Linked DNA regions of Gossypium hirsutum: region 2 is linked to region 1. The links are chromatin contacts, called in public Hi-C maps. All regions are on one chromosome and are shown on one strand. The core of a region is the stretch at or near the end of the contact, and the rest is flanking DNA. Distances in the headings are between cores, read along the strand shown.

Region 1 (4,110 bases), core at 896-3,395:
CATATAGGATATATATAATGTAAAAGGAAATTGTAAATTAAACAAAAAAAATTAAATTATTCAAATGATCTCCATTTCCATAAAAAAAGTGTGGAAAATTTTATTATTGTATAAACAAAAATTTAAAGATAATATATATGTATTTGTTGAATTAAGAACATTACAATACTAAATTACAAAAGAAAAGACTCAGGAATATCAATTAATTGTAGATCCTCTTTTTTTGCAAAGGCTAGTTTGGCTAGAAAATCCTCGTTTTGATTATGCTCCTTAGGAATTGGCGTATTATTCATTAACCTTCTTGAGACATTATACGGTGTATTATTCTAATCAGAGCAAAATCTAAAATCTTTGAGGCACTCTCATGAATGGCTTTAATAACCTCCAAATTGTTCGATTGGATTATCACCTTGTCATGACCTCTTTGTTGGATGAGTTTTAGACCATCTAATATGCCCCAAAGTTTGGCATAAAAAACTGAGCATTTTCCTAGGAATCGATTATAACCAAAGACCCAATCTCCATTTTCATCACATATAACTCCCTCAACAGTTGCATTTCCTGATTCTATTTGAACAACATCATCAGTATTGAGAAAAGTCCAACCCCATGACAATTGTTCCCCAAAAGATAATTCAGAGTCCTCAATCAACTCATTTCTAAAGACTGAAGAGAATTGTTTGGCCCAACTAATCGATACTTTGATTATCTCACTTGAGCTTCACGCTTTCCCTTGAAAGATGAATAGGTTACGCTTTTTCCATAAGCGCCGAAAAGGCACGCCCAACTAGCTCCACCCTCTATGAAGCTTCGAAGTGTCCTACAAGTTAAGAGAAATCCAATCGTACAAATTACTAGAGAAAAAATGTTAACTGTTGATTACTCGGTACAACCTGTTTCCAGACTTCCTTGGCTTCTATACAATCTCTAGTGATATGCAATATATCCTTTGAAGCATGACCACAAATAGGGCAAGAAGGATCCACCGCTAAACCCTGCCTAACTCTTTCCACATTCGTGAGAAATCTCCACTTAAAAACAGTTTAGAAAAAGAAGCGAACTCTCTGTGGTCCCAGAAGTTTCCACACCTTCTTCCGTATATCGTCTCTAGAATTCCATGAGTCTTCCTTCAACATCTTATAAGCTCTTTTAATGGAGAATGCACCTGTTGAAGTGTGACGCCAAGAGAGTCTATCAGGCCCCTTAAAAGGGTGTGGAGGGGGAATTCCCATAATATGACGAATAACCTCTAGTAGCCAAACTTGCAAAAGACCAAGGTTCCATGTGCCCATCTCTGTAATCAAATCACTAAGCAAACAGTCAGAACCAATATTAGCATTAGCAGGAATATAATTAATCAAAGGTCCTATATTTAGTATCCAAGAGTCCTTCCAACAATGGATTTTATTCCCATTACCAACAGACCAAATAAGGTTTTCACGTAAAAGAGTCCAAACTTTTGAGAGCGACTTCCAAAAAAAAAAAGCTCATATCATGCGTAATGCTATTTGGAATAGCTCCATCCAACCCATATTTTGATATTAGAACGCATATCCATAAGGCTTCATCATCAGCAACCACTTTATAGCCAAGCTTCAATAGAAAAGAAATATTTTGATCACGTAATTTTCTCATACCAAGACCTCCACACCGCCTGAGTTGACATATAGAATCCCATCATGCTAAGGACATCTTTTTGTTAACGGACGCTCCCCAAATAACTTCTTGTGCAATGACGATATTATCGGTAATATTACCTTTTTCCAAATCGATTTTGATTGCCATCCACTTCTTTTAGCTATTACCTTTCATGGAATGAATAACTTCTTGTACAATGACGATATTATCGGTAATATTTCTGCATGCAATAAATCCTACTTGCTCTTGTGCAATAATTTTTGGAAAGATGAGCTTAAAGCGATTAACTATTACCTTCATCACCAATTTGTAAAGAATTGAGCAAACTTGTGGGCCAAAATTGAGTAAACTCCTCTGGATTCTGGACCTTAGGAATGAGAACAGTCAGAGTGTTATTAAGCTCAACATCAATAACACCTCCATTGAAAACCCTTTTAATCCATTCACAAACAGCCCAACTGTACCCCACTGCTTCTGAAAGAAAAGTACATGGAAGCCATCACTACCTGGAGCTTTGAGCGGTGCTATGTCAAGCAGTGTTGTCTTAATTTCATCATCTGTGACCAATTTTCCCATAAAATTGATATCACAAGGATCTAGCTGAGGGAACCTACTCGGAGGCAATTTCTCCATGGGCCCAGGATTCTCCCCATATAATTTTGGGTAAAAATCCGCCGCCTCCTACTCAATGGCCTCCAGGTCGAAAATCCACTCACTAGAGGAATTACAAATAGCAGTAGTACGATTATTTTTCCTCCGTTGTAAGGTACGAGCGTGAAAAAACTTAGTGTTGCGGTCTCCCAAGTTTAACCAATCACATCTTGCCTTTTTTTTCCAAAGGATTTTTTCAAGATGCAGCACATTCTCCAATTCATGTTTAACCCCCCTCTCTGATTGAGCTAACCTATTTGAACCAGAAAATTACATACGTCACTGAAAATCTGTTAATTGGTGAAACAAGTTCCTCTTACTGGTGGCTTTATGCCCATAAACGGATTATTCCACTCCTTTAAGCTCTCGGTAAATTTTGCTAAATCTTCTAACATAGTCCCACCAAAACTCCATTTATCATTCACAAAATCCCCAAACTCAAGGTGCTCAACCCAACCTATCAAAAATCAAAAGGGCCTACCTCTAGGCAAAGAAATCTCCGAGTTAAGGCTAAGAAGGAAAGGTCTGTGGTCTGACTTAACCTTGGGAAGATTAGTAATCAAGCTATTCGGGAAACTTTTGATCCATTCCTCATTCCCAAGTGCATTATCTAGTCTCTCAAAGAGCCTACCTCCGTGCCAAGTAAAGGGGGAACCCTAAAACCCAAATCATGAAGCTTGGTTGTACCAACAAAAGCACCAAATTGAGAGCATCTCCTACCAGGCAAAAGACCACCCTCTTTCTCATTATGTGATAAGATTGCAATGAAATCCCCGATAGCCACCCAAGGAAATTTTCCCACAGGAATAACTAAACTAACATCTTTCCATAGATCCTCACGCTTTTGTAGATTTGGGCTCCTATGCACAAAAGAGATAAAAAACGGCATCGAAGAAGAAACAAACCAAACTCGTGAAAGAATAAATTGTAGATGATTATGAACCACCTCAACGTGAACTGAATTTTTTCAACAATCCATATACCCCCATAGTAGCCAATTGCTTCTACGTGATGAAAGTACTGGAAACCCAACTGTGCAATAATTTTGTCTGCTTTGGTGCCACTAACTTTGGGTTCAAGCAAACTAATGATATCTTACTTGTATTCCATATTATATTCTCGAAAAACACAAAGAAATCTGGCACTAGCACAACCCTGACAATTCCAAGAAAAAATTGAAAATTCATGAAAAATAAAAATAAAAGTAGGGTCATACCATTACTGTCAATAATCATCAGCACCATCTAAATTGGAAGCTGCCTCATTTTGCACCCCATTTCCAGTCTCATTCACCATTGGGGACAAAATAAGATTAACCACCGCCTCCATAGATTCACCTAGAGGAATACGAGAATTTCCAATAGATTTGAAACGACTTCTACGTCCCCTTAAAGAATTGTTTAATTTTTAGCCTCCCCAACCAAAACCAACCTTGCTACTATTTTTTCTTTCTATATTCCTTAAGCTACCCGCTTCCAAGGCCTCAAATTTTCGTCCCACAGCATGTTCACGAGACTTTGAGTGCAAATTTTCTTTGAAAATTACAGCAGAGTGTTTATCAGGATCTAAAATGCCATCGATAAGTTGAACTCCAACCCCCCACAGTACCTTCGAAAGTTGGATTAAAATGCACTTTAATTCCATCAAATTCCATGGCCTGAATATTTTGTTCCATTCCCGATGCAATCTCACTTGTAGTGGAAAAAGCAGGAAAATTTTCAGAATTAACATATTTAGCAACTGTTGCGGAAGCGACGATAATATTAATAATAATATTATCAGAAATATTTAGATAATTATTATGCCAACAATTATACTAAG
Region 2 (4,110 bases), core at 1,127-3,626, 260 kb before region 1:
CAGAAAAATGTCCCATGCCCATGTTCCGTTTTTATTAATTGTAAAATGCCAATGAAAGGGTAACATTTACTCTTCTATCAATGTATGATCCTATTATTGTGAGTGAAGTCATGTCATGCATAGAGTTGTCTAAGGTGCAAAAATTAATAAAATATTAAAAAATATTTTTAATTGATATTTTATATATTTTTAATTAAATTTAAATAATATTTATTATTATTATTTAAGGCTAAGTTGACTTAAGGTGCAAAAATCATTGTCCAAGCCCGTCTCAGGTTGGGCCGAGTGGGATACCCAACCCTTGAACAAGTCTAGTCATGCACTAGTCATGTACCCAACACATCAACTTTTTGCTTATTACCTTGAGATGCATAAGTTTTCAATATATCAAGTATATTAGTGATGTACACATGATCATTCACTTACTCAAAATTTAGATAAGGCACACTATGAATATCCAAGTGAGTCAATCCATAAATAGATCTAGGACTAATTCAACTTAGGTCATATCATATGTATTGTCATTCCAAACAATAACGTCTATGTTTATTTCTGGGAGTCAATCTAGCCTGATAACCAAGACAAAATATCTTTCAATTGGACTTATAAATGATATATTAATTCAAACATGAGTTACTTGCTCATTTTGACCCATGGATTACGAACCATTTAGATTACCTATTAATATAAATTGTCTTCTACATTACAACCAATGCATGTAGTGCAACTTAATATTTGTTAAACTTAAGTAATCAGTGAACCAATATTTACTTAACTATTTGCTTTGTATGCGAAACCATTGAATATATTCTAGTATAAAGATAGTGAATTATATTTATATATTGCCATGAATAATTAATCTAACCATTTTAATAATTTATTAAATATGCCCTTAACAGTGAGGATGAATGAAGACATGTGGAATTATATTAGCAGTATGGTTGATCTAATGTTGATACTTATTAGAACAAGAAAAGCCACTCAAAATTTTAAGTCATGCTTTTAGGAAGTCCTCATTGTTGTTTAATGTGCCTATTATAGAGGGCTTATTGTTTCCTTGAAGCTACCTAGATACGTCACCACTTGCATTAGACTTGAGGGCTTTTATGTCCACCATACAATTATTTTGTTATTCTTTGATATAATAATATAAAATTCTACCACAACACATTTGATACCAGTTACAAAAAATCTGGTCCCAATTAATTGCCAACTATCTCCCTCCATACTTTGATTTTATTAATTGTTCAACTCAAACATCAAAAACTGTTTGTGATTCCAAATTAAATACTCCAACATCCTTTTCTTTTTCTTTTAGTTTAGATTTTCATATTTAAGATTTATATTTTTGTTTTAAAATGAAATTTTAATTAATTTTCAGAATTATACTAATCACAATTTAGTCAAGTTATAGGTAAAAAAAATCATGATTATCAAAATCGGATTAGTTTAAATAGAAATTTTCTTTTTTGAAAGGTAAATTTATTGATTCATTCAATAAATGGAATATACAATTTAGAGAAAAAATAACAAACATTCGTTGTAAATAATGAATGACAAATTTCATCAACATAACAAATACTTTAACCTTAATATCTATAGAATATTAAGACATGTTAATATTATTGAACCAAATCAAAAAAATTATTGAAGAATCGTTTTTACCATTTTTAGTAATATTTTTACTTTTTATAATATATTTAATTAAAATCCGTCTTGTCAAATGTGATATTTTAAAAACCAAAAAGGAAAATGATTATGACACTACTTTTTGTGTCGGGAAAGTGAAACACACTAGTTTTCACTAACCTTTGGGTTCCACCTGATTTAGCCTAATTTTAAGATGATATTACTAACGGTTTTTTAATTTGTTAATAGATTACATAATTTTAGTAATATATTAATTTGATTTTTACTTACGCTTCGTGTTTGGGTAAATTATTTATTTTCAATTTTTTATAATTATATATTTGAAATTTAATATTTACACTTTTATTTTTAAAATTTAATGTTTCTATTTTTTGAATTTAAAAATTTAGGTCAATTTATTAATATTGTTATAATTTTTTGTTAAATTTTCGCGTTATTTTGAAATTAAAAAAAATATTCACTCAAAATTCATATAACAAAAAAATAACACTATAATAAATTTAAATTTAATAGAGAAGTTAACGACATTAATAATTCTTAAAAATTGACATCAATATTTTAATCATAATAAAATATTTAGATTAACTAATCGAGATGCTAAATTATGTCTAAATTAAAATATAGAGATTCAGTTTTCAATTTGAGTGAAATATAAAAATAAAAAATAAAATCTAACAATTGTTATATAATTTTTAAAAAGTGAAGGAATTGACCATAATCTGTTCATGTAAGAGGAAAGTGAGAAAAGTACAGCTAATGCCTTTCTTTAGTTATATAGATATTGTTTAAGGTAGTAAGTTCAAAAAAAAAAACAACTAATCCGTAACCAACCAATTGAGCGTTACCGACAGAGGATATCACGCGCATAAAAATTTCATAGCAAAAGCCTCTGGTAGGTAAAGGACTGACCACTAGTTGTAAATGCTCCTTTAATGCTTCCACTCTTCCTGATAAGATTTTTTAACTCTAATATCTCTTACCATTTCTTTTCTTTTTGCTTCCAATTTTACTTCCCACAAGAATCTTTCTCAGATTCCATTTCTGGTTTTTCTTTTGGTATTAGTTTCACTTCAACAGAAGAGAGCAAAAGCTTTTTATGCCTCTTTGATTAAACTACTTGAGCTATCCTTGGAAAAAAAAAACAGAAGGGAAAAATGGGTGTTTTGAGCTCTGTAATGGGTGTTTTTGGATTCGGAATTGGAACTTCGGTTGGGATCGTCATTGGGTATTACATGTTCATCTACTTCCTTCCCACTGATGTTAAGGTTTGTTTCTTTCTCGGTTGAATTTCCTTTTGCTTTTCTTAGTTTTTGTCAGAGTCTCTTTTTTGTCCTAGGTGCCTGTTCTTGTTCTTCCATAAGCGGCTTGAAATTTTGTTGTTAAAGCAATGGACAAGTGCTAAAAAAATGATAACTTTATTCTAAGCTGATCGAATGATTCTTTTTAACTCATAGAATTTAATGGTTAATTCAAGTTGTTCTTTTTTGAGTTTATGAATTCTGTCTTCCTGTTTCACCGTGCAAAGATTTGTAATTTGTAGTGTTCTCGCTTTGAGAGATGTATATCCATGATTTTCAGTCGAAAAGAACATGATTTTGAAATGATCAGGCATTAGCTTAGGCTTTTCTAGGGAAAATTGAAGTTTTAGGATTCACAATCTTTTCTCTGCAGGTATTAGCATTCTAAAACATGAATAAATAAATAAAAATAGAGGTATTCTTTTGTTTATTGCTTTTTTTTTTCTGGGATTTTGCTTTTTGTACTTGATCACCATTGACCAACCGGTTTGGCCTGTGTCGATGTCTGTTGGTGCCACTTATAAGAAGCTGTAGTTATCATATGAAGCTATCATATAGGAAAACAACGAATAAATCAGCCTTTTGAACCATTGATAAGATGGTCACATTGTATATTTTGGTTGTTCAGGATCCTAAAATCCGTCCTTTGGTTGAGGAAGACTCTAAAACTTTGCAGCAGTTGCTTCCAGAGATCCCTTTGTGGGTCAAAAATCCAGATTTCGACCGTGTATGTTCTCCTATGCTATGTCCTTTCATTTCTGTATTTAGGTCTTTAAGTGCTTCGTATTAAGGTATGCGTCAAGGTTATCATTGTCTATTTCTCTGCAGGTTGACTGGCTTAACAAATTTATCGAGACCATGTGGCCTTATCTAGATACGGTATGTATAACTGCAATGACCTTTCACATATATGGCCTCTCTTATATTATTGAATTCCTTATCAAGTATCGACACTTCGTTTTTCAAGGCGATTTGCACAACTGCTAAGAATATAGCAAAGCCCATTATTGATGAGCAAATTCCAAAATACAAAATTCAATCAGTTGAATTTGAAACACTTACTTTGGGTACCCTGCCACCAACTTTTCAAGGTTGACTTCTCTTTCCCATTACATTCTACACATACATAATCTCAACTGCATATGACATATAAGATGCATAT

The links. Hi-C and Micro-C count contacts between places; a contact is called where the count stands out from the background.
Region 2: a contact with region 1 is called in a Hi-C map of hypocotyl, with 3 times the contacts expected there. The contact joins the promoter of LOC107910707 here to the enhancer-like site in region 1. A contact is called at or near these places in 10 of 34 Hi-C or Micro-C datasets (callus, hypocotyl, leaf and 2 more).

The regions. Positions count from the first base shown.
Region 1 is chrD02:22,823,971-22,828,080 of Gossypium_hirsutum_v2.1, reverse strand. No RefSeq gene overlaps it. Among protein-coding and RNA genes, the nearest start is that of LOC107910710, 27 kb to the right of the region's middle. Within about 2 kb of position 2,145, at least 6 of the 9 cell types and tissues checked have an H3K27ac peak or open chromatin away from gene starts, as enhancers often do. A contact at or near this core is called in hypocotyl, where this site is marked.
Region 2 is chrD02:23,085,499-23,089,608 of Gossypium_hirsutum_v2.1, reverse strand. LOC107910707 (synaptotagmin-2) reads left to right here and starts at 2,376. Exons shown (of 12, transcript XM_016838667.2): 1 at 2,376-2,915; 2 at 3,577-3,675; 3 at 3,777-3,827; 4 at 3,916-4,039. The coding sequence starts at 2,805.